2 separate regions of the Sus scrofa genome follow, and region 2 is linked to region 1. The links are chromatin contacts, called in public promoter capture Hi-C maps. All regions are on one chromosome and are shown on one strand. The core of a region is the stretch at or near the end of the contact, and the rest is flanking DNA. Distances in the headings are between cores, read along the strand shown.

Region 1 (5,867 bases), core at 424-2,923:
CTTGGAAAAGAAAAGGGAAAGATAAATAAAAAATGTTGGAAGTCACGTTTGTGCTGCAGCAGCAGTGCGAGCAGAAGAGTCAACTCCAGCGGCGGCGGCGGCGGCAGCACCACAGCGAGGGCTCGCCGAGTCTCTTTTTTCCAAGCCCCCTAACCAATGAGAGAGAAGCTATCCAGCCCAACTTTAAATGGACTCTGCTTTTATACAAGTTAGGGCTCCTCGGGTAATTCCCTGCCGGAGGCCAGCCGAAAACTCCCACAGCTGGGCCACCAGGCGCCCGCCTACCCCGGCACCGACCGCCCCTGGCCGGGCTCCGAGGACCCCTGCAGCTGGGTCGACCAGACATCCAAGAGGCCTCGACGAACCTTGCCCAGGCTACCCCTCAAGAATCGCTCCCACGCCAAGCCTAGGAGTGGAATTGAGAGAGGCTCCCTAGCTCAATGCATGGCACGCTCGGTCGCTCCACCTCACCCCCTTTCCCCAGCTTGCCGCTCACCCCACAGCCGCCGCACGCTAACCCCCGCCATTGCCCTCTTGTCTACCTGCAGCCGGGCTGCTGGGTGCCAGTGCCCCAGAACGCCCGGCCCCGGGGAGAGCCGCCTATTCCCGGGGCACCTTAGAATGGTCCCCTCGATCTTCTGGAAGTTGTAGTCTCCCGACTACAAAATGGCTATGGCCACGGGAGCTGAGAACTACAATTCCCAGCCTGCCCCGCAAGCCTGTCACTCAAACCCCCCTCCCTCCTCCCCGCCCCCTCCCCCTCCCCATCGCAGGCTCTGCCAACAAACGCTTGGACGTGTCCCGCGTGTGACACTGCGAGAGGCTGGCTCGGGATTGGCCCGCGGAGCGTGTGGTCCGCGAGCGAGGAACTCCCCACGCCGGCCCGCCCCCGCCCCCAGGTTCCCGGCCACGGCCCCCCTCCCCCCGCGGCGGCCGCCCCCCTCCCCGCACGCCCCGCCCCCACCCACGGCGCGAACCGCCTGTGGAATCGAGGAATCGCGCGCGCGCGCGCGCGCCGGCCCGCGCCGAGCGGCGGGGGAGGGACGCGCGGCGTCTCCGGGGAAGGCCTCGGAGCGGGGCGGCGCGGGGGGCGGTGGCAGCGAGGGGTTGGAGCCCGTCCTAAGGAAAACTGGGCCACGCACCAAGAGGAATCCTCGGTGCGAACTAGTTGATCGGCGGCGCCTGCTGCCTCGGCGGCGCAGCCGGTGTCACCTCAGGACACCGCCTCGCGTTTTCGCACGGAGCGTGCCGCGGTCGGGCTCGGGGGACCCTGAGGTCACCTCTGCACGCGCCCCGCGGCCGCACGCGCCCCCACGCTCGGAAAGGCCACCTCCCGGCGCGCGAGGTCGACGTCGGGGGTGCGGGCAGGGGGGCCAAAAGGGAAGCCCCTCGTCGCCGGCTCCTACGAAAGACCCCCCGACTTTGAGGAGATCGCGCTGGGTCCCGGCTGGTCCCGGCGTCTTTTGCGCCTGTGAGCGAGAGGAAAACGAGGGGGAGACCGGTGGCGTACGGACCCCGAGCCCCACAGACGTGCTCACCGCGAGGAAGCATCGGGAGTATCAACCGCGGCAGCCGGGCGAGAGCCTGCCTTCTACCTGCCTCTGGCTTGTGGTGCCGACCTCATCGTTGCTGGAAACGAAGCCGGAGGCCCTCGTGTCTCTCTTATGGCCTTTGCTTTCTGAACAACTTTGCCAAGTCGCTCTTAGCCATTCTGCGTTGTCAATTTCCTCGTTTTCACCGTGGTTTTCCAGAAGTAGTGTTTAAAATGAGCCTCTCCCAGGCAGTCCTTTAAAGAAATGAAAAGTGGGATGACTGCGCCCTCACATTCATTCCCCGTAACATTCAGTTCTCATTCCTTGGATTCGCCTTACCTCTAAAGTATCACAGTTGTGAGGTTTTGTCTACAGCAATGTTCGAAAAGAGAACCCAGTGTCTAAGAAGGTCTCAGAAACTGGAGGTGAGAGACCGGGTTTCAGATCACCCCTGCCCCTTCCCGAAAGCTAGATGGCCTCTCTGAGCTGGTCAGTTTCCTCATCTGCAAATTAGCGATCAATAAGCATTGTGGGGTGGATTATATAATAATTACGTTAACCCAGCTAAGAACCATTTTACTGAAAGTTTTCGGTAAATGAAATAAAATGCTGCTTTAAAATTGTTTCATTATTACTTTACCTTTTAAAAAATCTGCTTTCTAAATTGAAACAATTTGTCATAGGTTCATTTCACATTCAGAAAAATAAATGACCTTCTGTGCCTTCCTTTGGCAAAACTTGGCCGATGCTGTTTGCTGAGGAGGGGACCAATAGAACAGACTCCACTTTTCCTTATTGGCCACCCAAGTGACTTTATGGTTAGGTTACAAGGAGGTGGTTTCAAAAGACTTTCTGATCATTATGACCCATATATTGGCAGTCTCCACTTCTCCACACTCTTAGGGTTTTAACCAGCTTTCAGGAGGTTTAATGTCGGATCTGTCCTTCCCCAGGCAAAATATTAAAGAACAAAGGTGGGTTTCTTCTAGGTTCCCTCAGCCACTCCCTAAGGCTGGACTGCTCCGGTCCTGGGCCTGTCAACTCCCCTGCTGGGCTACCAACTCCAGGTCACCACATTTGAAAAACCATCCCAGTTTCAGCTTGAAAGGGAAAGGAAGGAATTGCTCCTTCCCAAAAGATTTGGATAACATTAGTGTTGTGTTCCCTGAAAAGGGAAATAGATTGGCTCTTTTAGCAGTTGAAAGCCTTTCCTGTTGTGGAAGTAGCTGTCTCCTGATGAGCTTCCTTTCCCTGCCATCTTGGCAAGACCGTGTATTACCTTTCCTGTCTTTTTCCTCCTCTTTTTCATTTTCTATTAATCTGATTCACTCTCTGTGCTGATGATTTTAACACCTCCCAGCTCTTATCTTGACCTCTTCAGGTCTCAGGGTGGGGGAACACATTTCTAGGTACAGGGCTTCCGCAGGACTTATATGCCAGCAGTGGCCTCATCCATGAGGACACAGCAAGAGAGGCCAAAGTCCTTTGTGAAGAAACACGGAGTAGAAAAGGCAGACTCTGGAATCAATCATGATAGCTGTAAACAGGGCTGTATTTGCACCATGGAAAAGGTGTTAAAGGGAATACATAGCTGAGGTGATCAGGAATGAGGAGTTTTGAAGGATGAGTAGGAGTTCAGCAGCTTGAGATAAGCCACAACTTTCCAGCATGGAAAAAAAAAATCAAGAGAGGAGTTCCCTGGTGGCCTATCAGATTAAGGATCTGGCATTGGAGTGAGTTCAATCCTTGGCCCAGAAACTTATGTATGCAGTGGGTGCAACCAAAAAAAATTCCTGAGATTTAAAAAAAACAACCTTGGAATTCCATTGTGGCTCAGAGATAACAAACCCGACTGGTATCCCTGAGGATGCAGGTTCAATGCTGGCCTTGCTCAGTGGGTTAAGGATCCGGCGTTGCCGTGAGCTGTGGTGTAGGTGGCAGGCACAGTTCAGATCTGATATTCCTGTGGCTGTGATGTAGGCTGACAGCTGCGCCTCCGATTTGAACCCTGGCCTGGGAACTTCCATATGCAGCAGGTGCAGCCCTAAAAAGCAAAAAAAGAAAAGTCGTTCTGATTGTGAGAAATGAGGTTGAGGATTGAAGAAAAGAGAGGCAGGGGAAACTGGAGACCAGTTGTAATGTAATTGCATAAATGAGGTGAGAAATTTTTATGATCTGAATCCAGCAGATCAAGCAGAGAACAAGTTGAAAGTAGAGCATGTCAGAAGTCCATAGGACTTGGGAACTGGTTAGCTGGAGGGAATGATGACTAATAGCATAGAGTCTAAAAATCATTCCCTTAATCTTAACTTTTGTGCTCTTAATTAGATCAAATATCCACTATAGGAAGACTGACAATATGATGGAAGAGAAAGACGTAGCAAATTATCAGACACAAATAAGAGCAGGCTCTTACTATTCTAGGTCCAAATGTGTACAGGCACACGGAGATTCCGGGGGCTAGGGGTCCAATCGGAGCTGTAGCCACCGGCCTACGCCAGAGCCACAGCAATGAGGGATCCGAGCCGCATCTGCAACCTACACCACAGCTCACGGCAACTCCGGATCCTTAACCCACTGAGCAAGGCCGGGGAACGAACTTGCATCCTCATGGATACTAGTTGAGGTCATTAACCACTGAGCCACAATGGGAACTCCAGGCAATCATATTTAATCACGCATTCTAGTCCACCATTTGATTTCCTATAAGAAATGACAAGGAAAGAATTAAAAAGTTGGATTTCCTGTTATGGCTCAGTAGTTAACGAATCTGACTAGCATCCATGAGGACGCAGGTTCAATCTGGCATTGCTGTGGCTGTGGTGTAGGCCAGCAGCTCCAGCTCCAGTTCAACCCCTGGGAAGCCTGGGAACTTCCATATACCGCTGGTGTGGCCCTAAAAACCAAAAAAAAAAAAAAAAAGAAAGAAAGAAAGAAGGTTTGGAGTTGGGAGTTCCCATGGTGGCTAGTGGTAACGAACCCTGTCCATGAGGACGTGGGTTCAAACACTGGCCTCACTCAATGGGTTAAGGATCTGGTGTTGCTGTGGCTGTGGTGTAGCCCTGCAGCTGTAGCCCTGATTCAGCCCCTAGCCTGGGAACTTCCATACGCCACAGCTGTGGCCCTAAAAAGAAAAATAAAAAAAGAACTCAAGGTTCATCTTTGCCAGAAATCCTGCCTTAACAGCCCATCTTTCTGCCTTTTGTGTTATATGCTTACTTGCTTACATTCTCAAAATTTGTCTTATGTTCCCATCTCCTCTCCACATAAAAAATAAGCTTTCTAATGTCCGAGACCGTATTGACTGTTTCTCAAACCCTCCCTAACACTCCAGAAACTTTTTAGAATTTGGAAGAGTCTGGTAATTGCTTACCAATGAATAATATTTCACGAAAAACTATACTGCCTGACTCTTTAGAATTTTACCATACATTTAGTCTGTTGACTATCATCTCCACTTCCATTTTGGAACACTACTGTTTATCTTCTTATAGTACCCAATTCCAACAGAGTATTGTGCACTCTTTAAGGCCCCAGCTCCAGTCCTTTCTCCACTTTAGCCTGGGCTTCCTCACTCCTTAATTCTCACTGCCGCTGTTAATTCAGCCACTTTTTTTTTTTTGCCATACCAGAGGCATGTGGAAGTTCCTGGGCAAGGGATCAAACCTGAGCCATAGCAGCAACCCAGATCCTTAACCTGCTAAGCTACAGAGGAACTCTTTGGCCACTTTTTTTTTTTTGGTCTTTTTCTAGGGCCACAGGGCATATGGAGGTTCCCAGGCTAGGGGTACAATCAGAGCTGTAGCCTCCAGCCTAAGCCAGAGCCACAGCAACTCGGGATCTGAGCTGAGTCTGTGACCTATACCACAGCTCACGGCAACACCGGATCCTTAACCCACTAAGCAAGGCCAGGGACCAAACCCAAGTCCTCATGGATGCTAGTTGGGTTCCTTAACTGCTGAACCATGATGGGAACTCCTGGCCACATTTTTTAAAAATAAAAGTTGGCATCATCCCATCATGGTACAGTGGAAACAAATCCAACTAGGAACCACAAGGTTGCGGATTTGATCCCTGGCCTAGCTCAGTGGGTTAAGGATCCAGTGTTCCCGTGAGTTGTGGTGTAGGTTGCAGACACGGTTTGTATCTGGTGTTACTGTGGCTGCGGTGAAGGCTGGCAGCTTCAGCTCTGATTCAACCCCTAACCTGGGAATCTCCATATGCCACGGGGGTGGCCCTAAAAAGACAAAAAATTTAAAATTAAAAAAAAATTTTTTAATTGGGTGTGTTTAAGATATACAATGTGACGTTTGGATATGCATATTCGTTTCAAAA
Region 2 (5,576 bases), core at 716-3,215, 130 kb before region 1:
CAATTTTAAACTACCAAAGAATGTTCATGACAGTAAGACTTACCAAGACATCGCAGCTATGACTAAATGCGTGCTTTTGGTGATAGGGAAAGAGCATGGGCTGTGATGCCGGGTGAGGGTGCTGGAGGTCAAGGTGTATGAAAGTAAAATGCAATCTGGAGTGAGAAATGGTACAACCCCTGGAAAAAAGAAGGGCCAGGGGCAGAGGGGTGCTGGGTGTGGGCGCAGGGCCACACCCGTATGCGGGGAGCACACACCCACAGCGGCCGGGAGTTGTGCACACAGTGGTGGGCAACACCGATAAAGCTTCTCCCTCCTGGAGGGAGCTTCTCATGAACAGTAATAGTGAACAATGTCAGGCAGTGACAGAGCCTATGCAGAAAAATATTAAAAGGTAAGAAGCTAAAGGTAACACAGGCAAAGGCACAATTCTGCTGAAGGTACAAAGCTGAGGAAAGATGGGCACCTTTGAACAGGTCACTAACATACGGAGAGGGATCAAGTCACACAAGATACCTAAAGGGAGAGTGTTCTAGACAGAAGGAAGCATCAGCAAATGCAAAACTTCTGGGGCAAGAGTATACGACTATTCAGTGCTTCTGGAACAGTGGGTGAGACCAAGGAGAGCGGGAGACAGGCAGATGAGACCAGAGAGAGGCTGGGGGACCGCATCAGGTGTCCAGAGTAAGCATGTGCAGGTTTCCTGCTAAGAGCAAGGGGGAAAGCCAGTGCTGATTGATCTGCATCTACGAAGGACTGTTCTGGCTGCTGCCTCAGAGGCAAAAAGGCTGAAATTGAGAGCGCTTTATTTAGGAGTCTCAGTCCAAGAGAGAGGCTGGGGGCCAGAGGTGATGGCACAGCATCAGTTTTAGAAGATACTGTGAGTTTAGAATAAACAGGTTTTACAAAATCTGGGGAAAAAAACAGGTAGTTCCAAGGTTTTGACCAAAGAAGAATGTAAGGTTTTGACTAGAAGAATGTAACAGGCACTTCTTGAATATGGGCGGGGCAGGAATGGATGAGAGAGGGGGCAGGTGCAGCACTGGTTTGGGACACCTCAAGGTCACTGCAGAAGGCAAGCAGAGTTCAGGAGAGAAGCAGCATGCCGCACGCTGCCGAAGGGGCTGCTACAGCCATGCTGACGGATAAATGGATTTCGCCATCAAGGTCATTATTAGCCTTGGTAAGTGGCCTGACTCTAGGGGTTCCAAAGAGAATGAGAGGGGAGAGGATATTAACATGAACATCAATAATAGAGGAGACAGGCTGTTTAGAAATTTTCTTTCAAGGAATTCTGCTGTAAGTAAAAGAGACGAACAGCAAGAGGGAGACAGATTAACAGAGGGTTTATTTTATGGGAGAAACTACAACATGTTTTGTTTACTGATGGGAATAATCTAGTAAAGAAGTAAATAACGACAAAAAGCAGGGATACTTTCCAGGGTGGTGTCCTTGCAGAAATGAGAAGGGATCTGGGGGCACAAGGCAGGCATGGACAGAGCCGGAAAAAACATCCCAGACCGAAGCTTGTTTCCATCCTCTCGCCTTCCACGTCCCGCAGAGCTGGGCTGCTCTAACCCCGGGACAGGTGGGAAACACAGCAGGATGGTCTCAGGCTTGGACACCCATCACACGCATGTCCCCCTCCCTCTCAGGTGACACCACCTGTGCCATGTGCCCCTATGACAAGAGGGATGATGGCGCTATTAGGGACAGAGCACGGAGGCAGCTGGAGGGGCAGTGGGCGTGGGGGACGGGAGCAGAACACAGTAACCTCCACGGAGCCCTCGCACGCATCCCCCTGGAAAGCCTGGGGTCTCGCTGCCATTTAAACTGGATTGCTGGTTCCAATCAGTCTGCAGCATGATCCACTTCTTCCGGTTAAAGCTCATCAAGGTTCAAAATTCCTCATGTGTAACACGATGAGTCAGACCTACATACCTCCAGAAGTCCCCTCCTGCTCTAGCACCACTAAGGCTGCCACCAAGAGGCTGCAGGCGGCCTGGCCACCCTCTTGCTGCCAGAGCAGTACCAGCATGCTGGCCACTGAAACCCGCCATCTGTCCCAGTGGCCTGTGACTTCGGGTAAATACCCCCTGCTGGACCTCACCGCTCCTCCCACACCACCCCAGCCCCACCCTCAGTCCTCACTCAGCAAGTCCCACAGCCCGCAAGGCCCAGCAGAAGGCCAACTTTGTTTTGGCTGTTCCCTCGGCCTGCGGAAATTTCAGGGCCAGGGATCCAACCTGTGCCCACAGCAGTGACAACGTTGAATCCTTAACCCACTGCGCCACCAAAGACCTCTGGAATGCAACTTCCTTAATGAAGCTTTTTCTGGAAGTGCAACACTGGGTCTTTCACGTCGCCTGCCTCTCTGCCAGCCTCCCCACACCAAACCCAAACGTCACACACCCCTCTTTTTTTTATGAAGCCTTTTGTTGTATCTTGCTGTGCTTCCCTGATAGCAAGTCACACGTATCTTTCTCACGCACCTCACAATCATGATGGCTTACCCTTAGAACTCGATGCATTTTTTTTCCCTTTCTTATACAAATAATGCATCACTCAATGACATGATGAGATGAAATAAGCTATCCTGACTCCTACAAAATAAGCAACTTCAGTTCGATTTTTATTACTCACAAATACCTCCTACATACTAAGAACTCCATCCAGCATTGATGAGATAAGAGCTCTGTCTAGAAATGCCCCACTGGCATTACCAAGGGTCGTGGACAGACTAACAACAGAACAGCTCCAGAGAGAAAGAAATCAAGGTTTAACTCTATGATCTTCCAGGATAGACACAGCTCCCTTTTTAAACAAAGAATACATCTGTTCTGCAAATGTGTACTAGTCCTCATTGCACACAGCTTTCCTTCCCACGGAGTCTGGTCCACACGTCGACAGGGGACACAGGCAAGAAATGTCCCAGACCCCAGAGCATTATTAGAGAAAGCCGAACTTACTGCCCAACCCGTGGCAGCTGCCAGGGGAGCAGCCAGGCTGGTGCCCCGTGCAGCTTACAGAGATGCCAGCACTTACACAGCAGGAGCTCAATCTGGGGAAAGAGGAGGATAAGCCATTTCTTCAGGGAAAAAAAAATTGTCCTTCCTGTCGAAGTAGGGACCACCCTCAGGACAACTAGACCTGAGAGATCCAGCCAAGGGAAGGCAACCTCACAATCACAGCATCCCTTTCAAATATGGTTTCAAATAGTAAACCTCCATTCCTCAGACCAAGGAGCCCAGGACTTGCCTTCTGACACAAAAAGCATTTGTAAACGTCATCTTGTTCAACAAAATATTTGCAAAATGAATCCAACATATATAAAATGGTCAGACACCATGATAAAGTGGGATTTATTCCAGAGACTCAAGAATGGTTCAATATTCACCAATCAATCAATGTAATAAACCACAGTAACGAAAATCACATGATTATCGCAATAGATGCAGAAAAAGCATTTCACAAAATTCAATATCCATTCATGATTTTAAAAAACAAAAAACAAAACAAAACAAAACCCTCTCATCAGGAGTTCCCGTCTCGGCGCAGTGGTTAACGAATCCGACTAGGAACCATGAGGTTGTGGGTTCGATCCCTGGCCTTGCTCAGTGGGTTAAGGATCCGGCGTTGTGCCGTGAGCTGTGGTGTAGGTTGCAGATGTGGCTTGGATCCCGCGTTGCTATGGCCTGGCCTAGGCTGGCAACTACAGCTCCGATTAGACCCCTAGCCTGGGAACTTCCATACGCCGTGGGAGTGGCCCTAGAAAAGACCAAAAAAAACCATGCCTACGATTTCACAGTTTTGGAATCCTATCTTTATAGATAGATGGTTCCAAAATTACTTCTATTTTTCAAAGTGGTGGTTACAAGCAGGCGAACTCTGTGCAGGAAGCCAGGTTTAAATCCTGACTCTGCCCCGTAATAGCCGTGTGATCAAACTCCTAATCCTCCCAGTGTCATCTCCTATAAAACGCTTAGTTGTTAAGATTAAATGAGTGAAATCCGGGAGAAGAACTACAACAGTAAATGGTAAAAGTAAGCACTTGATATAGGTTCCAGCTATCACAACTCCTGTTTTAAGATGCTTCAAAAAAGGGATCTGGCTTCCCTTAAATCTAGTTAAGACTCTAGCTGGCCAGAGGGTTTGCTGGATCTTAGATGAAATTTATAGGAAGCAAATGAAATTCAAATACAGCTAATAGCTCCCCTCTCTTACTGTGTAATTATGTGTACTCATTATTTGTGTAGCATGTTATTATTTAAATGTCCCTAATTTCAGCCCCAGCGGGCCAAGGGCCCTCAAAGAGTGGCCTCAGCCTTGGCCTCTGCCAACCCTTTCTGAAGCTTTTGTCAATTTATTACTGTGCGAAAAGTGGCATAATCTACAGCGGGAAGTAGACAGAAGGCTCTCATTCAGCAGAAATCTCAGTGCCGCCTCCCCTGAAGCCTGGCTACCACCAACAAGCTGTGACGGTGGCTCCAATTCCTACACAGACAATCCACAAGGCTGCTCCAGACTCACCATCGCTACCTCTAGCAGGACCAAAACAAAACAAAACAAAAAAGTGTGCCCTGTCACCTTAGAACCACAAAAGCAACACCAATGGCAAACATGGGTTCTAGGACATAAAATATGAGGTCTGTCTACTATCTTATGTCTGCTTGGGTTATTACTGCGCCATCAGACCTGCGCAAACAAGGCGGCCAGACTCCACCACTCAGGGCCAAGCTGCCAGTGTGTGAACCCTGATAACAGACACCAGGCCCCTGACCCCTGACCCGCCTCACACCGGAGGCGAGGGAGGACAAGGGGCTGCTGTGCACATCCCAGCAAGCCAGTGATTTAGCAGAAGTGATGTCAATTCATTTCCCAATTAGATCAAAATCCTATTAAGCCCATTCTATTGCCAACTCCAAATATCATCTTAAAATTGAATTTTCCCAGGAAACTCTGGAAAGACCAATAACCCAGAAACATCTTTGCTTAAATACAAGGGGAATCAACAAAACATCTTGTTTTCAATACTACCTCCATTCCAGGTTTTAAAGTAAGTACTAGATTCAAAGGCCTATGACTTGACCTGTAGTTCCCATGCTGCTGCTGCAAAATAACTAACTGTGTGACACAGCAAAGTCACAAACACAGAGACCACTCACCAAGCCCCCACACACCACGCGTCTCAGAGGTACCTCACTACCAGTGATCCCCAAACCAGCAAGCAGGGGAAGGGTGCACAGGGGCAGAAGCCCCACAAGCACCACCTGAGCTGGGGTACAGGCACTTGTGCTCACTCTGTCCCAGGTTCCCAGCACACTTCCCAGCCAGGGCTCAGTACTGGACAGTTTCAAACTCTTAACACCAGAGAACTTTCTGTCGCAATTAAAACTAGACCAATGGAATTGCTTCAACCTTTGAAAGGGAACCTTGAGGGAGTGGGGAACAAAAAATAAAAAATAAAACCAAAAGGAAAAAAAAAGCATGATTGTTAATAGCACTCCTCCCCAAGGTTAACCTTCGTGTGACCACAATGAAGAACCCCAAACAGTGTGCTGTCGGGAACAGCTTGG

What was found. Promoter capture Hi-C pulls out the DNA fragments that hold promoters and counts their contacts.
Region 2: a contact with region 1 is called in a promoter capture Hi-C map of fetal liver, with 2.3 times the contacts expected there. The contact joins the enhancer-like site here to the promoter of JARID2 in region 1. A contact is called at or near these places in 2 of 5 promoter capture datasets (fetal liver and liver), 6 of 47 Hi-C or Micro-C datasets (brain, embryonic fibroblasts, fetal heart ventricle and 2 more) and 2 of 2 datasets of contacts at active chromatin or transcription factors (alveolar macrophages and skeletal muscle).

Annotation. Positions count from the first base shown.
Region 1 is chr7:11,354,049-11,359,915 of Sscrofa11.1, reverse strand. It overlaps JARID2 (protein Jumonji), which reads right to left and starts at 1,673. Exons shown (of 19, transcript XM_021100205.1): 1 at 1,539-1,673.
Region 2 is chr7:11,481,585-11,487,160 of Sscrofa11.1, reverse strand. All of the region lies in intron 3 of JARID2 (protein Jumonji), which reads right to left. Among named protein-coding and RNA genes, the nearest start is that of JARID2, 130 kb to the right of the region's middle. Within about 2 kb of position 1,965, at least 10 of the 83 cell types and tissues checked have an H3K27ac peak or open chromatin away from gene starts, as enhancers often do. A contact at or near this core is called in fetal liver, where this site is marked.